Regions from separate parts of the Gossypium arboreum genome. Here region 2 is linked to region 1. Evidence: chromatin contacts called from public Hi-C data. All regions are on one chromosome and are shown on one strand. Each heading gives the region's core, a stretch centred on a gene start, on an enhancer-like site or on the middle of the called end of the contact. The rest is flanking DNA. Distances are from core to core; before and after follow the strand shown. Region 1 holds the start of LOC108464510 (zinc finger CCCH domain-containing protein 6). Region 2 holds the start of LOC108464559 (histone H3.3).

What was found. Hi-C and Micro-C count contacts between places; a contact is called where the count stands out from the background.
Region 2: a contact with region 1 is called in a Hi-C map of leaf, with 3 times the contacts expected there. The contact joins the promoter of LOC108464559 here to the promoter of LOC108464510 in region 1. A contact is called at or near these places in 2 of 5 Hi-C or Micro-C datasets (both in leaf).

Annotation. Positions count from the first base shown.
Region 1 is chr3:101,998,144-102,004,498 of ASM2569848v2, forward strand. It overlaps LOC108464510 (zinc finger CCCH domain-containing protein 6), which reads right to left and starts at 2,004. Exons shown (of 5, transcript XM_053025799.1): 1 at 1,782-2,004; 2 at 1,446-1,664; 3 at 222-431; 4 at 3-127. The coding sequence starts at 1,505.
Region 2 is chr3:102,166,190-102,173,105 of ASM2569848v2, forward strand. LOC108464559 (histone H3.3) reads right to left here and starts at 5,444. Exons shown (of 3, transcript XM_017764914.2): 1 at 5,178-5,444; 2 at 4,916-5,083; 3 at 4,448-4,803. The coding sequence starts at 5,249. The coding sequence ends at 4,633. It also overlaps the pseudogene LOC108462147.

The sequences.
Region 1 (6,355 bases), core at 754-3,253:
ACTTTGTAGGAATTGCAGATGGGCGAGGATAAACAGCTTCAAGCACTCTCACTTCTCTCTGATTTTGAATCTCCACCTCTTCACTTTCCTCTCCGGCAACAACTTGCCAATTCAAGTCCAAAATAAACTGTGAAGACGTAAGTTCAGCTTTGAGGTAAATGCTGGGAGCAATAATCACAAATCAAACTAAAATGCAGAAAAGAAGTCTTTAGAATTGTTACCCTGAGAGGACATCTCCATTTAATGGTAGCAATTTCTAGCAAGTTAATCTGCGGATGACTTGTAGAATGAGCTCCTTCGAATCCCGGAGGCAGAAAGTCATCCCCAGTAGCCCCATTTATATGTGATACCAACGATGTTTTTGCTTGGAGGTGATCTTGACCACCCACCCCAACTTGTGAAGGTGATTCCTCTGATAGAAACAACCTTACCTGTTAAGAGGAGAAGCAATTATATTTTCTGTTTATCATTTTCAACAAAACAGGGTTGTGAATTTGCTCAAACATCATTTCACAGTACAAACACCATCTAGCAACTGAAGAGAGCTTGTTCAAACAGGGAAATGCAATATATAAATACATATATTAAAGCTTGTATAAACATCTCATTAAGCCTTAGCTGAGTAATAAAATCTCAAGTTGAATTTGAGATCCTTAACCTAGTACTTTGCCTATACTAAAATCTAGTATGAGCTACAAAACTAGGTCGGGTAAAACAACTACAAGCAGAAACATAAAGTCAAAGACTTCAGAACTATAGCAATATAAGAAACATTACACACTCATATTAATCAAACTCCAAGGGGATTTTACAACTGTATTGTGGTAAACTTATCGTGTTCTGCAAAGATGAACATTATATGAAAGGAAACATCAAGAAATGACAAGCCAAGGATGCAATCACTGGAATACTTTTATCATCGTTAGCAATTTTTAATCAGTTTAAAAATCTAAATCTTTTATCATTTCCATTCTCTCATTTCTGTGTCTAACTAGCATGAAAAAACTTCCAAACTCCGTTAGCAGATTTATTCCCATAACACTAAGATGCAAAACAAAATAAGCCATAAATTCCACTGGAAAAGAAGAAAAAACAAACAAAAACAAGAACAGGCCATCATTTAAGACCCTAAAAAGCTTAACACAACAATGGCATCAACAAAACTAAAAACTCATTCGAAATCATGCATTAAAAGAATACCAAAACTAAACTAACTTGACTACCAGAAAGGTTCAAATGCAATTAAAGTGACAGAGTAATAGATAAAATATATTTATGAAAGAAAAAAGGAAACCAAAAACAGCAGAACATGAAGGATTCACATAGCTTCATTCTCCAACATATTTGGTTCACTTAAAATTTTGCACCCCCCTTTTCTTTTCTGTAATTTCACCTGAAAGGGACCTCAAAATTCAGGAATTTCCAAAGTAAAACTGCAATTTTACCTGACAAAGGTTAACGTCTGATGCCCAAGTAACCTTTTTTGATTTGTGCACTCCTCGCATATTAACAGATCGTAAAAAAATACAATATATTTGTTAAGAAAGAGTCCCTAAAAAAATGATCCTTTTCCAGCTCCGATGCTCGGTAAAAATGTTAAAAGTCCAATTCCCAAAAGCACCGATTTTAAGGTTGGGTCGATTAAAACCCAAACTCCAACACCACTGTCCCAAGAAAGATAAGAAACGAAAATGAGACCCAGCAGTTAAATCAACTTACCTCTTTCGAAAACCCTAATTGTAAGAAAATAAAGAAGGAATCGATTGAAAAGCCCTACAAACCTATTTCTAATTATCTAATATCTGGAAAGAGAGAGATTCAAGGCAACCCTAGAACGGTTTTTCCTTTTTGTCCTTTCCCCGTTTTTCTATCTGATTTATTTTCCGTGTTTCGCTGTTAAATATATTTCCCTTTTTTTTTTTAGGAAAAAATGTATCTCTCTCTCTTTCTTTCTGGGCTTCTGTTCTGGGCTAAGGATGACTAACGCAATCTATAGAACGCGTGGAAATGGAGGGATGATTTGGATTGCTCATGTTGTATTCACACGCGCCATAAGTGCAAGTGGGATTAAAACGAATTGGAGTTTTGAGCTGAAATGTTCATATTCTGACTCAGTTTCATTTGGGTAAATTCCACAAATACTCCTTAAATTAAGCTTAAGTTTATGTTTATCAAAACTTACATTATGCTCATTAACCCTTTGATGAAATAAGGCTCAAAGATTAATAACTAATTTGATCTCTTAATTAAAATTAAAAGAGCAATTTGATATTTTAAAAAATTAATGATAATTTTAAAAATCTAAATATGTCAAAAATTATTTAAAAATCTAAAATTATAATTTATTTTATAAAATTATAAAAAAATATTTTTATAAATTTATAAATATGAATTTTAAAAAATAAAAATAAATTCTAAAAAGTCAAATCAAATTTGATAAGTATGGATTAAATTGTTAGATAATAAAGGGATGGACTAGATGGGAAAATAGTCTAAGCTTGTAAATTAGTCCTGGTCATAAAGAGGTAAAATATTGGAGGACCTCGAAGAATAATAAACCATAAGATGTTATATTTTGAATTTATTAATTGGAGTGAGAGCTATTAGATCAATTTCATGTGTTTTAATCTTAACCATGGGAGCTTACTAATGGCAAAATGGGAAAAAGCAATGAGAAAAAGTGTAGGGACCAATATTTGCCACTCGATCAAAGTTTCCATGTTTAATTAGGAGCCATTGGATCAAAGTTGAACGTAAGAGTGAAAGGGGCCATTGGATCATGGTCAATTGATGGGAAAATAAATCCTAACCTTTGGATTTGATAGGAGAATTGTTTGGAATTTGATGGAAGAGATGAGAATTCTTTTGTCTTCCATTCTTTCCTCTCTTCCAACAGCATTAGCAAGATGAAATGGGAAACTTCTCCCAACTTCTCATCCTCACCGAAATTTGTAAATTTCTCGTGAAATTTTACTAACCAAGTGACCATCTCTTTCAAATTACCAAGTTTGAAGGCGAGTATATTAGGATTCATGTGGTATTTCTTGTTTCATTTTAGTAAGAAAGTATATCTTAGCTAGGCTGAAATTGTATATTAGTTTTATGCTTATGTATGTATTTGGAAGAGGAAGAGATGATAACGGTGGTGACCGCGTTTAAAACTGCGAAGGTTTAGAATGAAAATCGTGCAAATAAAATTCATAAAATTTCGTGTAGTATCTACATAAGAACATGTGAAATTGTAATATAAATTTGGGATTGCAGATTGACGAAATTTATTATTAAATTAATTACCAAAAATAACTACTAATAGAATCAATTTACAAATTAGTAGTGTGAATCCAAAATTAAAATATGAATTAAACTAATTAAATTAATTAAACTAAAATAACCTAACTAAATTAAGTAGTCTAAAATAACTTAATGGAATCTCCTATTCCTAGTGTCGACGATTCGAGTTCCCGGTTTATTTTCGATTAAATAACCAATTATGAACAAATTACCCTCGGTTGAGTTGTTTACCATCCTTAGGTAAAAATACCCTCTTGATCTCATTTTCACTAAGGATTACCACCTAAGTCATCCTTTTGATCTCTTCCTAGGCTTACAAATACCCTCTCGATCTCACTACTTAGCACAAGTATACTTGATAGGATACCCTCTCGGTCTCACCTGTCTAGATATTCTATTAGGGGTATTAGTCCCTAATATACTAAGTACTCTTGAATAAACACTCAATTTTAGATAAATAATTACTTAATTAATAAATCAGATTCATAACTAAAACATGCTAGATATGAAATAAACACAAGAGTTATTCTAATATTCATACAAACGTTAATTTGTCAGAGAAACAAAATATAAATAGATAAATTTCTCATTGATAATTAATTGAGGTGCAATGTCAGAGCAATTCCCGCTCACAACTATCTTCACATCGGAACAGGAATAATTCCGACTAAGCAAACATAAATAAAAATACAAAGAAAAAATAAAAGCTATTTAATTGTCTACCTATCAACAACCAACCCTCCTAATGATATTATAAGAGTGTATACATAGGCAAAACCTAGGGCAACATATTGAGGTAATTTATTCTTAAAATACCCCTAGTTTAATAAACAAAATATAGGTTTAATAAATAATAAACAAAATACAATTTTAAAATTCTGATCACGTGGCTATTGATGTCAGCAATTTGTCACGATGATGGCACGACGTCAGCCCTATTTTTAGCTTTTGATGCTTCGAAGTTCAATGTTGCGACATCGAATGTTGATGTCATGACATGACCATTGTTCCTTGCATACTTAAGCCCAAATTGCTGCCCTACATACTCAAACAACCCATTAGTCATACCCGAGTCCCAAGTTTGCCTTACGGGTCGTCAAAACACTAAAAATTGCATAAAAAGATTATTTTACCAAAGCTAAACCTAAGCAAATAAAAACCAAAAATGAAATAAAGGCATATAAAAACACTAGAAAACAAGTTGGTTAAGTGTCAGAAAAACCTTAATTTGCCACAACGAATTGTGGCAGATCAAACTCCTCCACACTTAAGTCGTTGCTCGCCCTCAAGCAACAAAAGAAAATAAATAAAATATATAGCTAAACAATATACTTGAGTTGGCTTCATACACGAGATTAGATTTGAGTATCAGCACTAGGAGGATTTGCCTAAATATACAACTCTAACTAGAAATTTAAACAATTCAAAGTTATTTACACATGAACAAATTAGTTCAATAAATTAAAAAGTAATCAAGTTAAAGAAAATTAAATATATGCTTCCATCAAAATGTATATCTGAATATAGCATTTATTTTTGTAGGGTATAGTAAATTCGAATTTTTTTTCTACTAGATTTATTTTTATTCATGCTTTGAACTCTGATGCAGTAATATTTCTCTAATAATTTCTTACGATGATTTTTTGATTTATTATTATTTGTGCCAATACGGTCAAGATTTTTCTTGGATACTTTTTATAAGGCACTAGTCATACTGCACCATTTCAATAACCATGGATTTTATCGAGCATTTTTTTTAATTCAAACCTCCTATACTTCTACAAATGTAATTACCTATTTGCATCCACCTTTATCACTTGGTATATTTAATCTCCTTTTCCTATTTACAATCTAATAAACTAATCTAATTAGACTAAATATAAACAACCTAAATTATTTAATTTCAAGCTAAATTTACAATCTAAGTAAACAATTTAGGTATATGTTCCTAACCAATCACTTGTATTTCTACAAGCTCAAGCACACTCATGACACACACACAAAAAAAAATTAAATGACCAAAAAAACAAAATAACAGAAAAACTTAAAATTTTAAAAATTTAAAAGTTTAAATATTTTCCTATGTCACCCCCCGCACTTTATTCATTACATTGTCCCTGATGTGCAATAAAAATATAAAGGAAAAAGGTTACTTGATTAGCATTAAAAGTCCATCACAAATGGTGGGATTGGCTCTTCCTCGCAGTTTTGGCTCGAACTTGTAGTGCCTCATCCCTTGTGGGGTTCCTACACAGAAAAAGAAAACACATAAAGAAAAAATATATATTTAATAAGAACATTTTTATGTTTCTAAAGAAATTAAAATAACAAAAACAAAAAAAAAAGAATAAAATCCCTCATAAATTGGTGAAGATGTCATCGAATTCGTATGTGTTGCCATGGTGCTCATCTGAGATGACTCTTGTTGTATCCCCTCTCAATGTGGATGGTCTAGCTAGCGTAGGCTAGGAGATACTGGAAGATGGAATGAGTGGTGTTGCTCTTGTCGGGAGGACCCAATATGAGGGCCATCCACTGTGTCTAGCGCTCGACGTTGACTGCAATGTGTCTGAACCATTTTTTGCTCATCGGATCTTTTGGAACCCTCTTAGATCGGTATACTCATGGTGGTACGGGTTGGGGTGTGCCCCTCGAGTACTCACAATGTGCGACCACCTCCTTATTCCACTCCTCTACCTAATCGGCATGTTGATTGTAGAACCGCACGTAGATGGCATCTTTTAAAATACCCTTTGGTGGGCAAGTCAATTCCTCGAGGTCAATCGACACACCAGCTTGCTTGCACATCTCTGTAATCAAGTTCGGGTATGAGAGCCCTCGTGTGTGCCCTTCGACACATTGTCGCATATGATGAAAAAGTTGGGGCCCCATGTTTATCTTTTGTCCCTGTAAAATAGAATACAAGAGAAAAGCACGATCACAAGTAACTTTTGTAATGGGCTAAGTAGGGAAGAATTTTGCACTGATGAAATACATCCACATTTTTGCTTCTGGAGTTATAATCGACTGCTGAAACCGTAAAGGTTCGTTAGTCACAGACTTT
Region 2 (6,916 bases), core at 4,194-6,693, 170 kb after region 1:
CGCATTCAATTGAGTACGATGTTTTATCGAATAAGTTCAGGCCCCTTTTGGTCCAAACCGACGTCTGGTGCTCTTCCGGTGCCGTCACGCCCAATGGTGATCTAGTCCAAACCGGTGGCTTCAATGACGGTGAACGTAAAGTGAGGGTCTTTAGCCCGTGCAGTTCATGCGATTGGCAAGAATCAAATAACGGGTTGGCAGCCAGAAGATGGTATTCGACTAACCATATCTTGCCAGATGGAAGACAAATCATTGTCGGCGGTCGAAAGCAATTTAACTACGAGTTTGTTCCTAAAAACATAGCGGCCAACACATTCGATTTGCCTTTCTTGTTTGAAACCAATGATCGAGAAGTCGAGAACAATCTTTACCCTTTTGTTTTCCTTAATATTGATGGAAACTTATTTGTTTTCGCTAACAATCGAGCCATTTTGCTTGATTACGTGAAAAATAAAGTTGTCAAGAGGTATCCGACAATTCCAGGTGGCGATCCTAGAAGCTATCCAAGCACTGGTTCGGCTGTCTTGCTTCCATTGAAGAACTTGAAAGCATCAGATATTCAAGCTGAAGTTTTGGTGTGTGGAGGTGCTCCTAAAGGATCTTATTCCCAAGCCACACAAGGTGAGTTCATTGGAGCCTTGAAGACTTGCGCCAGGATCTTAATTACCGACCCCAACCCAAAATGGGTCATCGATACTATGCCACTAGCTAGAGTTATGGGTGACATGATATTGCTTCCAAACGGCAACGTTTTGCTCATTAACGGGGCCGGGTCCGGGTCAGCTGGTTGGGAATTTGGTCGGAACCCGGTTTTAAATCCGGTTTTATACCGACCGGATAACAAAATCGGAACACGTTTCGAAACACATACCCCGACCAAGATTCCACGGATGTATCACTCCACAGCAGCATTACTTCGTGATGGCAGAGTTTTAGTTGGTGGAAGCAATCCTCGTACTTATTACAATTTTACAAGTGTTCTATTCCCTACTGAACTAAGTTTAGAGGCATTCTGTCCACCGTATTTGGAGGCTAAATACAACAATTTGCGACCAACAATCGTTGGTCCAAACTCAATGTCGGGGATCAGCACGGGAAAACGCTAACACTTGAAATGGAGATTAAGGGTAAAGTAGAAGAAAAATTAGTGTGGATAACAATGGTGGCACCAGCTTTCAATACACATTCGTTCTCTATGAATCAAAGGTTGATTGTACTTGGAAATGACAAAATAACAGCTTTGGAGAAATCAAGGTATAACATTGAGGTAAGGACGCCAAGATCGGGTAATCTTGCGCCAGCAGGGTTTTATCTTTTATTTGTGGTCCATCAAGACATTCCCAGCATGGGAATTTGGGTCCAGTTGCAGTAAGAAGACAAAAAGATCTTTGATTTCTTTCAAATATCCAAAGTCAAATGCTCTGCTAATTTGCATGGTCGTTAATGATTAGTTTGATTCCTTGCTGGTCTATATACTTATTATTATTACGAAATGTGACATAGATATGTTCGGTTCTTTTATTCATTATATACGGTCAAATTATGATAAATACCCAATGGCTTTGACAAGTTACTTTTAGCTCAAATATCAATGAACACGGTGGGGTTGGTCATTTACCTCTTATTATCCACCTGGTCGTGTTGCATAGCTCCGATTTTCCCCGGTAACATACAAGATCTATTTGGGCCAATTGGGATCGATTAAAATGGGTTAATTAATGTCATTTTTATATGCCATTCATGTGTGGATGTTGGAGAGAGAGGTATAAACTACAAAGTTGTGTTGGATCAGAAGATGGATACAAACGAGAGAATTCGGACAAGTAAAGAGAAACGATGGTTTTTTTTCTAGAAATTGTGTAATCACGGGGCTTGTTGTGATTCTAAAGTTCACGGGCATGCAAATTTTGGCTCAATAATGATGGGGTTTCTTTGTAACTTTGTATGTGGTCTATATGTCTAAAGCAGTCGAAGTGAGGAATATCTTTCATTTCGGCATATAATAATAAATAAATAAAAACACATGGAAGTTATATAGCTTAGTGATAAAATCTGTGATTAGACTCATGAAAATAATAGTTTTTTTTTATACTCCTATTACTTGGATTAAATTCAAATTTGAGTTAAACCAGATATTTAAATAAAGATAAAACTCTCTCATTATTAGTTTTTTTCATCCACGATACTTGAACCCGTTATTCAAAATCAATGAGATGTTGCATGGAAGACTCACACCACCACATATAGCACTTAACCATGCTAGGAGCTTTTCTTCCCATAATCTGCTCAATCAACCAATGTTACCAAAGCAATCGAGAGTGGTGCGCGATGGCAATCACTTAACGGCATGGGTTTATCAAATGTAGATGAGGCTTGTTTTGATGTGGATTATCTAAACGAGCTTCGTACTATTGTATTGACGAACGCTAGTTAAATTGCTTACTGAAATTACCTTTTGTGGTTTGCAAATAATAATGGAAAACTACAAAACGACATGGGATGGTGATAAAAATTATTAGACGTAATTAAATAGTGAAACAATGGATGGATAGCCAATAAGTAGTGGAGAGGAAGAGGCACATGGTTTGATGCACGAATGGGGACTACCCTTACCCGCTTTCTTTTTCTCTAAGAGAATAAAATTATTCATTAATAAAGAAAAGCTTGAAACAAGGGGTGCATACCACACCGTATCTGAATCAAGTAGAAACATCAAAAAGCAAACAAATATACATCCAGTGTTACAAAACCGCCTCAAGCATTGTTGATCACTCAATCACCATTTATGCGAGGGAATTGGGTAAAAATATTATGAAATTAAATTATATTTTGTTTTATTTATTTAAAAAATAGATAAATTAATTTGATATATACTAATAAATTAATTTGATATATACTAAATCAAAAATAGATTGATCATTTTGTTAAAGTTTATACTTTTTTACTGTTAAAAATTTATTTATATGCATTATACTGTGATATATATAACACGTCACATATATTTAAAATGAATAAAATTTTTAACAAAAAAATTCATTTAATCTTTAATTTAATGTATAAAAAAAATTTAATAAAAAATAAAATATAATTTCTCTCCAAATATAGAATTTAACTTCTAAAGAATTGCAGTTGCTTAATGTACCCGATCAGCTAATCAATCTCATTAAAAATTCTCCATTCCCTCACTGCAAGTCAAGAAATGGAAATTTTCGAATCTGATTCCATCACTAACACATAACAAATAATAAAAGAGGACTTGCCGAAGAGTTTTAAAGCAGAATAGATTACTGAAATCTGTGTCTGAATAGCAGTCATAGTTGGTATCATTCATATTTCAATAGAGTAAAAATATATTAAAAAAATTTACAAAACAAATTATATTATTATGAAAATATTTTTATTTTTGTATTTTTATACATTAATAAAAAACAAATATAAAAGGATTTAAATTAAAAATACAATTTACATGAAATATATCAAATCTTTTAGATTCATCTTTTAAATAAAAATGTCATTTATTTTATATGAACTTTTAATAAATATTAATACACATTTAAAATAAAAATTTGTTTAAATATAATATGTGAAAATGACACATTTAAAATAAAAATTTGTTCAAATATAACATATAACAAATCATGAAATAAGTAATAATACAAAATAAAATATATACAATATTATAATGTAAAAATATTAAACTGTAAATAAAATTAAATTTAGACACATAAATATATCATATTAAAAATATTTAATAAATTATAATTATTTATTATGATATTATCATTAATCTAAATTAATATCAAATTAACATCAAATTAACTTTTATCATTGTAAGTGTCCATGCTTGTAACACCAATATTTCGAAAGCAAGATAGGGTAGGATATCTTAATCTTTTATAGTTTAAAATTATATTATTTAAGAATATTTTAATTTTTTTATTTTATTTTCTAAAGATCTAATAAAATTTTGCAATGTGATTGTATTAATTATTTTATTGAGTAAGTGCTATAAGTTAATTTGATATTAATTTAGATTAATGATTAATATCTTAATAAAAATTATAATTTATTAAATGTTTTTAATATAATGTATTTATGTGTTTAAATTTAATTTTATTTACAGTTTAATATTTTTACATGTACATATTTTATTTTGTATTATTACTTATTTCATGATTTGTTATATCTTTAAAAATAAAATAAAAAATTAAAATATTCTTAAATAATATAACTTTAAACTATAAAAGATTAAGAGATACCCTACCTATCCTGCTTCCGAAATATTGATGTTACAAGCATGGACACTTACAATGATAAAAGGGAGAAAGGCCACCAACTGCATCATTTTGGAACAAAACCCGCCCAGCTTAATTGGGCCTTGATTGATATTTGACGGAGATACTTTCTTATTGCTAATGTTATCCACCACAAACCTTCGAAAAGCATGTTCTAATCCAACACAGTATAAAATATCATTCATCGTAAAACCGACAAAATATGATGTGAATGAACCAGCTATTCAAGCTGCATGAATAATGAAAATCCTTTAAAGATGTAATCCAGTTAGATTACATAGAATCCGAAATTACCCACAAAAACAACCCCTGAATCAATACAAATTAAAAAAGAAACTTAAGCACGCTCCCCACGAATTCTCCTAGCGAGTTGAATATCCTTGGGCATAATGGTGACCCTCTTGGCATGGATAGCGCACAAGTTGGTATCCTCGAACAAACCCACAAGGTATGCCTCTGCAGCCTCCTGCAATGCCAGAACCGCATGACTTTGAAACCTCAAATCCGTCTGCCAAACAAGAAAAAAAACCCTTAGTTATTACGCTATACGAACAAATAAAACCAATGGGGACTACCAGGGGTTCGATTTCTCGATTTTTTTTTGGCATTTATATACATACCTTGAAGTCTTGGGCAATTTCACGAACAAGACGCTGGAAGGGTAACTTGCGGATCAAAAGTTCAGTGCTCTTTTGATATTTACGGATTTCACGAAGGGCGACGGTTCCAGGACGGTAGCGGTGAGGCTTCTTGACTCCGCCGGTCGTAGGCGCAGATTTCCTTGCAGCCTGTAATTGATTGATTGAAATTCATAAAAAGATCAACTGAAACGTATTTTAAAAATAAAAGAAACTGGGAAATTAAAGCCCTAAAAAATCATACCTTGGTGGCGAGCTGCTTCCTGGGAGCCTTCCCTCCGGTTGATTTGCGAGCAGTTTGCTTCGTACGAGCCATCTTTTTTCTTCAATACAAGGAAATTGAAATCCAAGATCCTGAAAGATATACAATAATCCAGCAAATAAACGATCAGATCCACGAGAGATCAAGAAATACAGAATCCAGAGATGATCAGCAACCGCTATTTCCTTGATAAGAAGAGATTAGGGTTTTGATTTTGAGAGACAAGCGAATGGGGATAGCGACTTTAAATATAAGGGAAACGGAAGGGAAGGGTTAAGGTCCGTTTAATTGAGGGGCAAATATGGAAATTCGAAAACATCATTCAACGGCATTGTAGAGAGAGAAAATATTGTGTGTAGGCTTTGATCCGTGTGACTGAATCTGATTGGGCGTCTAAGCTGTGAGGATTGCCAGCGTGGCAAAGTTTTGTTTCTTTTGTACAAGGAAGAAAATTACCATTTTCAAATTCTTATTCTTATGGCTAAAATATGTGGTTAGTCCTTGTATTTTTAATGAATTTAAGGTTTAATCTCTGTACTATAGAAGCCCTCAGTTTAATAAATATAATCCAATTATCAATACTACTCTGTTAAAATTTGTCAATTTTATAAAATAAAATATAACTTATAAAACAAATATGTAATTTTGTCACTTTATTATATAACTTATAAAACAAATATGTAATTTTGGCTATAATAAAAAATTATTAGAAGAAAAATTTCTAAAAATCTAAAAGACAAATATGTAAATGTTTTATATGTGATGAAGAATGACATATAGCACCAAATTGTCCTAATAAAGGAAAATGTACAAGAAAAATGATTAAAACACTTAGAAGAACAAAATTTAGAAATATGTTCGAAGAGGAAATAAAATCTAAGGAAATATTATACAATTAATATCGAAATAGATGATACAGATGAAGAATAATATATATTTATGTTTAATATAGGAAGCAGTTCTAATAATCAATTAGAAGAAATTCCTAAGAATGAACAACAAGATATAAAATTAGGAAATATAATTGGAGAAGAAAAAGACTTTTCGATGAAATGATAGAAAAATTAATAAAAATTAAATTTCTAAAGAAGAAATTTATAAAATATCTAAATATAAGATATGGAGTCAAAATCATATACAAAAAATAAGTGGTAATACAAGAGCTAAAGATACTAAAAGTGGATTAACAGAAAGCCCACTATTTAATAAAGATAAAATTAAGAGGATTAAAAAGAAATATCCCCAAGTTAGATATATACATTTAGGAATAATAATGATAACTATAAGAGCTTTATTTAGAAAAGGTCATGATATACCAATAATAGCAGTTTTATTAGATAAGAAATTTGAAAATCCAATAAGAGCACCTATTCGAGGAATTCAATCAAATTTACATGCAGAAGTAATAGGATTTAAAGTTAAACCAAATTACTTTATATCTATTACAGATCCTTTGATAGTTCATGTCTTAGAATTCAAATAAAAAATTCTGAAATTAATGATTTAGCATAAGATCTAGCAATCAATTGAACTTCTATTTATGAATATATTAATATAGCAGAAGTAGAAATCAAAGAAATTAACAACAAAATTATTGCACTCTTTGAACCCAATAAAATCACTACTGAAATACAACCAAAATTATTACATTTAAGAGATTTATCAACACCAAAAGATTGGATGATAGAAAGGATAAGTAGTGTCAATACTTATAAACCTGT